2 separate regions of the Bombyx mori genome follow, and region 1 is linked to region 2. Evidence: chromatin contacts called from public Hi-C data. All regions are on one chromosome and are shown on one strand. Each heading gives the region's core, a stretch centred on a gene start, on an enhancer-like site or on the middle of the called end of the contact. The rest is flanking DNA. Distances are from core to core; before and after follow the strand shown.

Evidence for each region. Hi-C and Micro-C count contacts between places; a contact is called where the count stands out from the background.
Region 1: a contact with region 2 is called in a Hi-C map of whole pupa, with 2.3 times the contacts expected there. The contact joins two enhancer-like sites. A contact is called at or near these places in 2 of 7 Hi-C or Micro-C datasets (both in whole pupa).

What each region holds. Positions count from the first base shown.
Region 1 is chr21:4,214,011-4,221,115 of ASM3026992v2, forward strand. The region is part of intron 1 of LOC101741158 (furin-like protease 2); the gene reads right to left. Among protein-coding and RNA genes, the nearest start is that of LOC101741158, 28 kb to the right of the region's middle. Within about 2 kb of position 4,906, at least 2 of the 8 cell types and tissues checked have open chromatin away from gene starts, as enhancers often do.
Region 2 is chr21:4,165,214-4,171,441 of ASM3026992v2, forward strand. The region is part of intron 1 of LOC101741158 (furin-like protease 2); the gene reads right to left. Among protein-coding and RNA genes, the nearest start is that of LOC101741158, 77 kb to the right of the region's middle. Within about 2 kb of position 4,873, at least 4 of the 8 cell types and tissues checked have open chromatin away from gene starts, as enhancers often do.

The sequences.
Region 1 (7,105 bases), core at 3,656-6,155, 49 kb after region 2:
GAATGTTTCAAAATCTGTTTTTCCCCCCTTTTGAGAGCTTCCGCTGCGTGCGCTGCAGAAACGGTTAAAGTTTCCATAAAATAATGTATAACCGAATTGTTCCCCTTTAAACACAGCATATGTCTATATGTTAAGGTTGGCTCGCTATAACGTTTTTTATGCTAACCAAATTTGTTCTAAAATAAAGCATTATTTGTGAACTATTCCACGCGGACGAAGTCGCGGGCAAAAGCTAGTACAAAATAAAGGTAAGTCATGAACGTAGTTAATTAAATTTCTCCAATGACAAACGTCCCGAGAGACTTGGAACAAAAGCGGTACATCACAGCCTCGTTCTCGGCGCGGCTTTCATTCAAACAAACGGCATTAGTGTCGAGCCAGTCATAGTCGTTCAGTCCATTGCTGCGGAGGAAATAGAGTGGGCGCGATAAGCGACGAGCATGTTTGATTTCTGCGATTTTATTTGCTCGTATTAGTAAAGGGAAAAACGTCGATGATGTTGTATGCGTGTGTAGTGATTTGTATCGGAACAAAAATCATACGTTTCTTTAAGTTTAGTAACAGAAATATTTGTATGCACGTATTTTAAAGTCTAGTGATGTATCCGTAGTTAAACTATTGTTTATCTATCTTCTATCTATGGATATAATATATAAAAATGAATTGCTGTTTTTTAGTCTCGCTAAAACTCGAGAACGGCTGGACCGATTTGGCTAACTTTGGTCTTGAATTATTTGTCGAAGTCTCGAGAAGGTTTAAAAGGTAGATAAATATGAAAATGCTCGGAATTAAATAAAGTTTACGTTTTTTTATTCATCGATTGAGGCAATACGAAGTCTGCCGGGTCAGCTAGTACTAATATATAAATCTACAGTGGTTTTTACGAATGTTCCGTTGCAACTACTAAGCCATGCATCCGATTGACTTGGAACTTGGTATCCATGTAGAATATAAATGTACTTAATGGATAGGCTAGAATATTTATATGAGTGTTGGACTCTCTAATAATAATGACAATAAATAATAATGTTAATTTTAAATGCCCAGCGAAGCGGGCGAGTACGGCTAGTTAGATAATAAGTTCTTGAGTGTATCCATTTAATTGGAGGGCTAAGTAGCACATAGCTTATTTAAGTACACTAATAACACAATAAAATTAGCATAATTTTTTAAACTATTAAGTTTGTGTGTCACATTAAGAGAAGGGAAACGTTCTGTAGCAGAAACAGTAGTATCTATATATTAATACGTGAAGCAAAAACTTTGTATCCCTTTTTACGAAAATTGCACGGACGGAGGAGTATGAAATTTAGAGAATATAGAGAAGAAGTGCACAATGCTAATATTTTTTTTAAATAATGCATAAAAGATACATTAAATCAATAAAGAAAACCTTAAACACACTACACACCATGATTTTAACGCACACACGCATGCATACTATTTATTGTCAAACTTTTGTTCTTGACATCTGTTGTCAAATTGAGAACAGATTGAAATTAAATATTGTTTGTCTTTATTCATATTTTTTTATAGAGTGGCCTTGGCGAAATTTGTGATTATAGAAGTATAACATACAATCATAATAGTGTACAAACTTACAATTCCAATTAATTATAGTCGAATTTCGACTACTGCGGGACCTCTAGTATATTTTAAAAGAATAGTGACCTATTGTCTATTAGATAATACGCGCTTACGTAGCTTCGTTTAATTAAATAGCTAAATAGCAAATAGCTTATATAACAACGCTTATAACACAACGAAATTAACGTTATTTTTTTAATACTGTTACGTTTGCGTGTAGGTGCTAAAGTCAGTGATTCGTCATGTTGCGACACAATTATCGTTCTAATGATGTCGTGTTTCGCACGGCTCGTTTCTCGTCCAACTAAGCATGCCAGCTAACAGCCCTCACCCACAGACCTGTTCTGGATTCGAAGACGCTTCCCGCTGACGATTACTTACCTAAAAACAAAAATAATAAAATCAATTAATGAACGAATTAACGATGATACCTTATGTAGGTCTCTAGTGTTTTATTGCGGTTCATCTGGAGTTAATATAAATATAAATATATTTAAATAAATATAAATATAAATATTTTACTAACAATCACGCCACGTTAACTGGTCCCGTGATAAGTTCGTAAAGAACTTGTGTTACAGGTACCAGATAACGGAAATAAATAAATGTAAGATTTTTATTATACACATACATATATTTAATATACATCCATAACCCTGGAAAAGACATTTATATTTATCATACAAATATCTTCCCTTGGCGGGATTCGAACCCGCGACCCTCTAGTGTAGTGACCATGTCACTTACCACTACACCAGACGGACGTTGTTAAGTTAAGTGGTTAACGAAGCTCATTAACATAGTCTGAATGACGCCACCCGCCTTGAAGCATGAGGTCGATCTCAACCAAAACAAACATGTACCTTTAGTGATTTTGCAAAGTTTTTTCTTATTGTAACTATAGGCAGACGAGCATACCTGATGGTGAATGGCCAACGTTATGGATATCAACTTTCTTTTTCTAACTAATCTGATAGCCTTGAGATACTATATCAGCGTAAACTAACAAGCAAGTGAGCTCACGCGGCTTAAACCTGACGATGTTGCTAACACTAACCCTAGCAAGAGCAATGCTTCGCAGAATCTACCACCGGATCGGCAACGCGACCCACTGAGAAAATCCAACGAGAAACTCAGTGGACTGCATCTGTGGGTCAATTTACTCGCCGAGCCCTTCGTCACAAGCGATGGGTTCGACGAGAACGATGACCGGTATCAACAATAACATGCCCACGATAAAACTGCTTACTAACGACCAGTCACCGCATATCTGTTCCTGTCGCATGAGAAATTCTCGTTCCGATATCAACAGTGCTAACTCATATTATTGTGTCATTGACAGTTTCATCTTAAGTCTCAAGATGGATGATACTCTTTTTAATTTACTTATTATTAGGACTGCGATAACTGCTTACAAACAACAGCCGGACCGTAAACATGACATGTATACGCAAAGTTTGCAACAAAATCCTAACGCAGTAGGCATTTTAATGGAACAAATGTTTATGAATCAAGCAAGTAACGCACCGTGAACATGTACTGACCGTTACTAATCTATATTAACTATTTTTTCACTATACACCCACACCTTTCAGATCAAACAATATTACACAAATGTATATATGATCGGTCGATATACATAAACAGATCCGAAAGATCTTATGTTCTACATCAATCATTAGACAGTCGGGTTCGTATCAAAAACACGCACGTATATTTAAATTTGTTTGTTTAACTACTGAGTAGTGAGTTAGTATATTTTCGGACACGCTTCCAACTAATTTTTAGAGAAAGCGAAATAATAAATAATAGTTTAAAAAAACTAAAAAAATATGCGTTGTATCAGTAGTTATAAATATTTTATGAACAGATATGAGTAGAAGGGTTACTTTGGTAATATCCTGAAAAGCACCCCACGCTTTTTTACAATAAAATCATTTTTTCTTACACTTTTTTTAATTCAAATTTTATAAGATTTATTTTCTATTTTTTAGTTGGATTTTCTATAAAAGCGTATCTTTTTATTTTTTTTACACTATTACTTATTTATTTTTCATTTTTTAGTTTAATTAAATTTTTTTCAATTCTTTTATTTTTTATTAATATTGAATTGTCATCGGTCCTTAATAAGTATACCAAATTTCGAGTTAATCCGACGTTTTGAAGGGGGTCAAAATCATGTTCAGAGAGATTCCGTTATAAACATACATACATACGTCTGAAGCTATTATAATAAAGGCGTATTAAAAATAGAGCGATATTATCGACGGGCGGCAGACATGAGCCTTATTGCGTTTAGCCGCTGACCACTTGGAGCCTGGACCTGGAGTCAATCATAAAGATAAAGCATTCCCACACACAAGCACCGGTCGCTGGTCAGCCGACACGACCCCACACACGTCATCGGAGACCATTCGACAATTTTATCACCTCGTAAACGCACCGCGGCTGGCACCACGGTCGTTAATTGCCGTATTTTCGAGCTAAACGCTTGAATTAATTTAATATTCATTCAGTCCCATTCGGGCTATCAAAATCCGACCTCTGTACCACGAAAACTCGGCCATGCGGATATGATTAAAACAACCAACCCATAATCAATACGTTTACGTCGATTAGCTCACACGCTGTTGTTCTCTGTAAACACATAGTACCTACACTCTAGAATTTAAAACACGAATCAATTTAAATTGAATTAATTTACATTTTTTAATCACGCTTTACTGAAATCTAGCAGAGTAAATGCAAATATTCATGCTGTAGGTTTCACAGTGACCGCCTTGAATATATTACTACTACAAGAACAAAGTGAAGTATCTTCTGATATCGCCAACAGACACAGCCCACTGAGTTTCTCGCCGGATCTTCTCAGTAGGTCGCGATTCCGCTAACTAATTCCGACTAATTCATCGAATTTAGTATAGCCCCTCGAATACCGCCCGCCACTGGAGTTGAGTTCATCTATATATCCACAGTGCCTTTCCAGAGATAGTTTTTGCCACGTACCATCTGGCTTTGGAATGAGCTCCCCTCCACGATTTTTCCCGACCGCTATGACATGTCCTTCTTCAAACGAGGCTTGTGGAGAGTATTAAACGGTAAGCAGTAGTTTGGCTCTGCCTCTGGCATTGCTGAAGTCCATGGGCGACGGTAACCAGTCACCATCCGATGGGCCGTATGCTCGTCTGACTACAACGGGCAAAAAATAAAAAAAAACTAGAATAGGTAGGAAAAACAATGTGATATCGCACTAGCATTGTAATTGTACATTGCCTGTGGCGCGTCGAAGCGCTTGTTTATGTAAATATGACGGAGGATGGCGTGCTAGACGCGCTACGTCACGAGATTAACGATGTCCCGACCTCGGGCGACAACTGTGACGTGGAGCATCTGAAGATTACGCCATCATTAAGCAAGTTATAATCGTGTACGAGAGAGACGCCTTCATAATTTCGTAGGTAAATTCATGTCGCAAACTCATCCGAGACAAATATAATTATGTTGATTGAAAAACTTTTAGGGTTTAATTTCGTGTTTATTATTCGTTTGGTAATTTCAAACGTTACGTGTTATTTACATATTTCTTTATCGCAGAGAATTTTTTTTTTTTTAAATGTTTTCTTCGAGGTCAAACGGTCGTGATTACTGACCATCGATATTAATCAATGGTAGTTAAATATCGAGGACAAAAGATCTCGCGGACGATCTCCAACACGACGGACCGACCTCTTAAAATCTGTGACTCACTCCAACATAAATGATTGCTCTCACTCTGCGATCTCACTCAACATCGTGCCATATGGCGTCGCATCGCGAGAGCAGCGGTAATGCAGGATCCGACTGATGCATGACCACGAACGACCACTCTGTCAAGAGTGTACGAATAGGAAGAAGAAGAAATACACCAAGTCAAATCGCTGCCTAAGGTCCCATCAAGGACTCTTTCAAAGAAAGGAATTTTCGAGGTTTTTTTTAAAATAAGATTTCATAAGATTTTTCTTTTATTCAAAATAACCCACATAGACAAATTCAATCTAAAGTTATTATAGTATGTATGGCCGGATTCTCTTTAGAAGATTCAACTGAATCAAACAATGTCTAGTAATTATAATTTGAGAGCGATGCTATTAAGTTCAAAGAGCACCAAAATAGTCCCAATTTTATTTGCTTATTTTTTTCATAAATTTTTCCTCCTTTTGTCTGATATTCATTTTAAAGTCCCTCACCATATACTAGTGGTACCGCGTGTAGTGAGCAAACAAGGCTCAGCACCACTATTTTGCTTATTTAAAAGCAACTAGACGATGACCGAGCTTTCCTCGGTTTTTTTTTTGATAACGCCATCTTGTTGTGTCTTTAAAGCGGTTAGTTGCCCTCGATTAAGAAAAATAGTATTATTATTCGCCAATAGATGTCGGAAAGTGTTGATTATTGAAAACACGAATTAAAAAACATTTTCTGAAAATAAATCGTAGCTAGATCGATTTATCGCCCCCGAAATCTCCTGTATACTAAATTCTATGAAAATCGTTGGAGCCGTTTCCGAGATTCAGATTATATATATACTAATATTCAAGAATTGCTCGTTTAAAGGTATAATTATGCATACAAGTTTGAAGAATAGGAAAACAGTTAGTTATTCACGATATTAAGTGTATGGATCTCTCTAATCGATCGGCTACACGTATATATGTATATATATATATATATATATCTACTCAAATAAACTAATATACGCCAACAGTTTTGACACACATCTATTTTTGACACACATCTATATTCGTACAATTTCATTTCGCAACGATCTTACGGTACACGTGTAGCTTCTCAATATTAAAACTAGATTGAAATTTTAATTTAAAACATAATTTTATTCGATTAACAAATTAAACACTAATAAATTACGATGAATTAATGTAATGTTTTGTTTTAGAAACTTTTCCATTGGAGAACTAGAGTAATGATCCGACACATCACTAATCCAAAGCCGCTATTGATACTCTAGTCGAGGTAATGAAACACTATATTGACAATTTTCCTACCATTCAAAGAATAAAGATTTTCTTTCAAAAATGGCCAAGAAATGTGACTGACCGGCGTAAACATTTTTTTTTTTAAAAGACATACATTACCAACTAGCTTACAGCTATCGCCCTAAAGCAATACAAACAAAAAATATAGCCGACTATTGCACGCACAAGTTTATTTCTTCGCTAATACTTAATATTAACTTTACATTGGCGAACGCAAACCTTAAAAACCATCACTTCCCCCATTCAAGCCGACTCATAAAAGTTTCATTACTATAAATTATTTCTTAATCCATCCGCGGCAAGTCTGAGCGCAACAATGTTAATTTTAGTGTCATTACTGGAACAATGTAAACGCGTCTAATCCATACGGCTTCGCGTCCCTATTCTGTAACTGTTTAAGTAATTACCGTGTGACATAAGCCTGTGTTTCCTTTGTCTTCGCATCAAGAATAATTGCTAACGTTCCAGTGTGCTTATGAATACCT
Region 2 (6,228 bases), core at 3,623-6,122:
CCAGACTGTCATCGGACTTGCGTAGTGGTGGGAGACTAGACCTGCAAAAGTTTCCTTCTGCGGCTTTGGCGAGCGACCAAAAAGCACGGCTCCCAGAGGGATAGCTCTTTAGTCGCTCGCCAACTCTAGCAACGTGCTCCGACTTCGCCTTGGCAATAACCTTCTTGTAGGACCTGGAAGCGGCGTTATATTTCCGCCTTTCCTCTGAGATGTTAGGGTCCTGACGTCTCCTGGCATTATCCCATGCCACGTATGCGGACCGCTTGAGGTGTGCAGCATCCCTGCTGGCATTATTATACCAGGGTCTGCTGCGACCCCCAACGGGCACTTCAGAGGAGGGAACAAACAATTCCATCCCCTGGAGCACCACGTCTTTAAGACGGTCCGCACAGACGTCAGGATCAGCAGAGGAAAAGCAGAACCGCCCCCATGGGTAGGATGCGTAAAATTCACGCAATCCATCCCAATCTGCTGACAAATACTGCCAAACTCTTCGATACCTGGTCGTCGTTCGACGACTAGGACGAGAGAGTGGTGTGGCAGCACGGATAAGGCAGTGATCAGACGATCCAAGCGGAGCGTCGACCACTACACTGTATCCGGCTGGATCGGTGGTCAGCAGAAGGTCCAACAGAGAAGGCTCGTGCCCCTCAATATCTGGGACACGGGTGGGCTGTGTCACCAGCTGGGAGAGGCCGTAGGCCAGGGCGAAATCGTAGGCAGCCCGACCCGGGAGGTCAGTGGTTCTGGACCCCAACCACTCTTGGTGGTGAGCGTTAAAATCTCCAAGAACCACCACCTCCGCAGATGGGTACTGCTCAAGCACGCGGCTAGTCCCCTCTTGCACATGCTCTATCAGAGCTGAACCTGCATCACTGCTCTGGGACCTGTACAGGCACGCGTAGACTCGGGTACAACCCCCATGGTCTACGCGCAGCCACAAGAGGGACAGGTCCCGTTGTTCGAGGCCTCGTAGACGGCGACAACAGACATCAGCCCGGACGAATACACACACCCCGGCTTTACGCAGGAAGTTGTGCTCCAATACGTAGCCGGGGTATTCAAGGTACGAAGTATCATCCGGAGCAGATATCTGCGTCTCCGTCAGAAAAAGGAGGGCAGGCTGCGCCGTCTCAAGATGGTGGTGTACGGCGTCGAGGTTGCTGTGTAGGCCCCTTACATTGCTGAAATCCACATTAAATGTGGAATGGGGCATCGCCGATAAAACCCTTTTCCTTTTTTGTACAGTCATGTTTGATTTGATTACATGTTGATGATAAAAAAAGGATTACATATTAATTTTTATGATATCCTATTCGTTAAAGTTGAAGTTTATTTTAATTCCCGCGAAGAATATACGAAAAGGTGAGTCGTGCTACTCGTACAATAATAGAATGTTTTTAATAGTAGCTATATTTATAGCTACCGTCGCTCTAGGACATCGGCGATTCCAGAGCTACATACCCAGACTGCTGCACTTCGCAAGACATGCAACCATCGAGGAAGGTAAATTCTAGAACATGATGGTACGATGGACGACGACGTCAATAGAGAAATCATTCCAAATCGATTTGAATACAAAACAATACAATACCGAACATAATTCGTAAAGCCATATGTATATTCACGGTGCACAAACCTCGATGAGGGTCGACATAAAACACATTCAATTTTTGATCCTGATATATTTATGACGTTTAGATTAAATGGTCCGACGGCTGATGAATGTTCTGTGAAAAAAATAAAATTGAAATACATCGACAACACCGAAAAAACGGTAATCTATTGTCGGAATGTCAAGATAACTCATTTTATTTTAGCGACATGCGTTCTGTTGTTCTTTATGATGTGTCGACTAGAAAATTGCATCGACGAAAACATTTCAAAAATGAAATATTAGAAAACTTATAGACCTTAAACTTACTATCGAGGCTCTATAAAACACAATAAAAATCTCAGATAGTAAACGACCATTGGAAATTATGATACCGCCAATTAAAGCCAATACACCTGTATTCAGTATCCGGCCATAAATCTCTGGTAATCCGTCAGGTAGTTAGCTAACGATCCGTAATTGCTTTGTACCTGGGTGTTCGCCTAAAGGCCCGACGCGTCGCCATCTAATTTACAGTTAAATTAAAAACAATAGGTTCGGACACACAGCGCGTACGTTCGGTCCAATAAAGCGTTTGCATTATTCAAAAGGCCGGATGAATTTCGCAAGCTACGGTCCCCGAGTTTAATTTCACTCGTAATTCAGCCATGACCGGTGCGAGATAGCCGGCTCCCAAAAAAGTAAATTATTTATTTGACGTTTATATAAACAATACGTGCTGATTCGGATGGTGGAAGCACAAATTTCAGATGGGTATTGACTATCTCATTTGGACAATTGGATTCAGTATTCTGGATAATTTCGGAAAAAGAAAACTGAGAAAGGCATTCCGGCAATTAATTAAAAAGAACCAAAACTTTTCGATTCCTCTTTAAGCTAATATAAACTTAGATCCTGTAGTTCGATTTGAAAGAGAGCATGAATCTATATATTAATACGTGAAGATAAAACTTTGTATCCCTTTTTACGAAAATTGCGCGGACGGAGGAGTATGAAATTTTCCACACTTATAGAGAATATAGAGAAGAAGTGCACAATGGTAATATTTTTTTAAAATAATGCATGAAAGATACATTGAAGTAATAAAGAAAACATTACACACACTAGATACCATGTATTTGACGCACACACGCATGCATACTATTTATTGTCAAACTTTTGTTCTTGACGTCAGTGGTCAAATTGAGAATAGGTCTTTATTAAAAAAAAATTATAGTGCAGCCTTGGCAAAATTTGTAATTATAGAAGTATACAATACAATCATAATAGTGTGCAAACTTACAATTCCAATTAATTATAGTCGAATTTCGACTACTGGGGGACCTCTAGTATACTTTAAATTGCAATATGGTAGCCACCGGTGATTGGACATCTTGTGAATCACAACCCTGCCTATTTCTGTCAAAAAGGACCTATGGGCTCTAGTCTCAGGGTGGGATAGCTGTTATACAATATAATTGGAAAGAAAATCTCATTCCTCGATGTGGTTGGCAGCATTCACGTAGTGACATCTATGGGCTTCGGTAGGCGCTTAACACTGAGATCGCTATAAAATTAACAAAAAAAGCTTAATGATAGCAGCTCTAAGACAAAACATTTTAAAACCAGTTCAGTGAAAAATCTTAATTAAAAAAATCATCCAAGTTGAATCGCGTGGTATTTGAAACATAAACAAAGGAATATTTTCAATGGGTAATACAGTTCGGGTAACCTTCAACATGCAAATGTCTATCAAAGTTTTGTATTATTTTTTCATACAGTAATATTGTCTGGAATTAACTCATAGCAACATTGTACAGAATTTAATTTAAGAATTCTTCTTCTCTGTCAAAGCAAAACAGGACAGAGAAAAGAATATCCAAAACAAAGAAAAAAAATCTCAGTTTCCGACTCAACGAGCAAATTCGATTGCTGGCCTGATGTCCTCCGACAAAACACAAAAACCGAAACAGGCAAAGCACAATCTTAAATTGAAAATCCGACAACGTTGCCCATTGTTGCACAATACAAGAGAAATGCGGCTGTTCTAATTGCATTTTTCGAAGAAAAACGACTTACATTCCTTTGTGGTTGGGCCATTGTGAGAGCAAGATCGCGGCAGAGTAGTCGATTTGACATTGAGCGATCGAAGCCGCTCTAGTGATCGTTCGACCGTGAATTATAGACTACCAAGAGGCATGTTCCGGACAGCTCCGTCCAATACACGGTACTGTCGACAGCAAAATATTATGTGTCCTTGTAAATATTTAATTAATTAGCAACGTATACTCCTGTTGAGATAAAAAGAAAACTTGTGTAACAAAAGGCGCGTTTGAATAAGATTTTCAATATCAAATCCTATGACATTACCGAGACCGGACAATATAGGTAATTTCAATTAAGTGTTTCTTATTCAAGGTTTAGCACAAAGCGCGTTTGAAACAGAATACGCACGACCCATCTCAACACAATGAAGGTAAAATTCAAAAGGGGCGCCCTCTCTAACAAGGTGTCATCCACCTGACACTATTGTCAGATTCTGCTTTGAAGGACGAATAATCACGTCTCAATAAACGCTTTAGGGCTACGATGAAACATAAATGAATTACCAATTATGTATGTATCAACGATCATAAGCTTCTATCGATTTAACTGGAAATACCTAAATATCAAAGTGCAAGAATTTGCAGTAATAATATTACCGGAAAGACACGACGAGTAGAATCGTGAATCGTTTTAAATGCCAAGATTGTATTGCTCAGGTTTCTATACATCGACACATAACATTGGTACTTTAGCGAAGAAATTCAAAGTTCAATCAGTTATGAGATACGCTATTGACATTCAATCGATCGTTCGAAATGTTGTAATCTGTTAATAACATCATTGGCAATAATGGTATTATTCTATTGTTTGAGATGTTCGCATCAAATTTGAGACGAAACGTTTGATCTGAATTGGTTCGAGCGTACTTAGCAGCGAGATAGAAACCAGTTAGGTAATAATAATGATGACGCGCTACAAAACAGTTACATTCTTACTTTGAACTTGCATTTGATTTTATTAGTTTTGTTACTGGGCAAAATGTGAATAATAATAAAAAAGCACTCACCGATACGATGGCAAATAAAGAACGTAATCCAATAGAAACACCGCAATCAGACGAAACGGAACTCGTAACAAACAGGACAGACTAATAAGATAACTCTAAACGTTAGCCTTTGTAGGCAGTGAAAGTGAACGGCCAGACTATTGGGCCGGACTCTCGATTTCGCATGGCCCGAGGTCTCACTCAGGCTCAAACATTAAATCGCTGCACGTGTACTGTGGCGTAACAACGACGTGTGCCCGGCAACGAGGAATATAAAAAGCAGATTAATATGGACATAAATTTTAGTGTACTCACTTAATCGTCGACAACACTCATATGTATACTATATTGAATTGCCGCATTGTTTTAGAAAGGTATCTCGTAGTGCTTCCAGAAAAATGTTTAATGTTTTATATATATTTTATTGTTAAAATATAGAAATGCTTTTAAGAACTGAAACGTTTTGTGAAGTTTATATTAGGCTGCTTTCCGACTACGCTATAATATAATAGTATATAAATAGCTCATAGCAAAACAATATCGCGCACCACACGTTGTTATGGACACGTTCACACTGTAACTGTTATATTATTGGTTAAGTGTACGCTGCTATACTATATGGCACTATAGTATAGCGTAGTCCGAAAGCAGCTTTAGAATAGAAAACTTTTAAAAATGATACTACAGAATTCGTGTGGTTTGAAAGATATTTACACCTCCAAGAAGTGTTGAGCCAACAGAAATCGAATTTTGCGGTAGGCAGCGGCTTGGCTCTGCTCCTGGCATTGCTGAAGTCCATGGGCGACGGTAACCACTCACTATCAGGTGGGCCGTATGCTAGAACAAAATCATCTAATCACCAGCTTAACTAGCGGCCACGGTACGGTACTAATTTAGTCCAAATTAAATTACGTCACATTCGGTAAAATCGCGCAAACTTTATGTTAACACGTCCGAGCGGTGCCGGTGTGTCGATTATGCAAAAATTTCGCAAGCGAATCGATAAGGCGGAGAAACTTGAAATTCGTATAAGCGATAACGAAATCTGGAAACAGACGTTCGCCATTCACGATGAATAAAAATATCACGTATTCATTGAATTTAGAACAGTGGTTTTGTTCGAAATTCAGTTGACTTGTCTCTTTGCGGGAAATTCATTTTGATTATGTAACGATCAACAAAATATATCATCACTTCACAATTTACAATCGTGTCCAACAAAAGTATCAACTAGTAATTTATATGCATTACAAACCAATATACGAAAATATAAATAATACTGTTCCATAGTGAGGACGTAAAAATAAAAACTAAATTACTAAGCGATGATGAGAGACGGTAATCTTATCCGATCGAGTACGTCATATCTTCCTTCACTAGTCACGTTATAAAGGCGCTTCAATCCATTGAAAAAAATATCTAAGAGCAAGACCTACCAAGTTTAAACGTGTGGGAAGGCGCTATTTCTATTTCACGAACGGACTTTCTATTTTATTGTGTCGGAAACGTGTACCTAACGCGACGTTGGTGACATCACTTATTG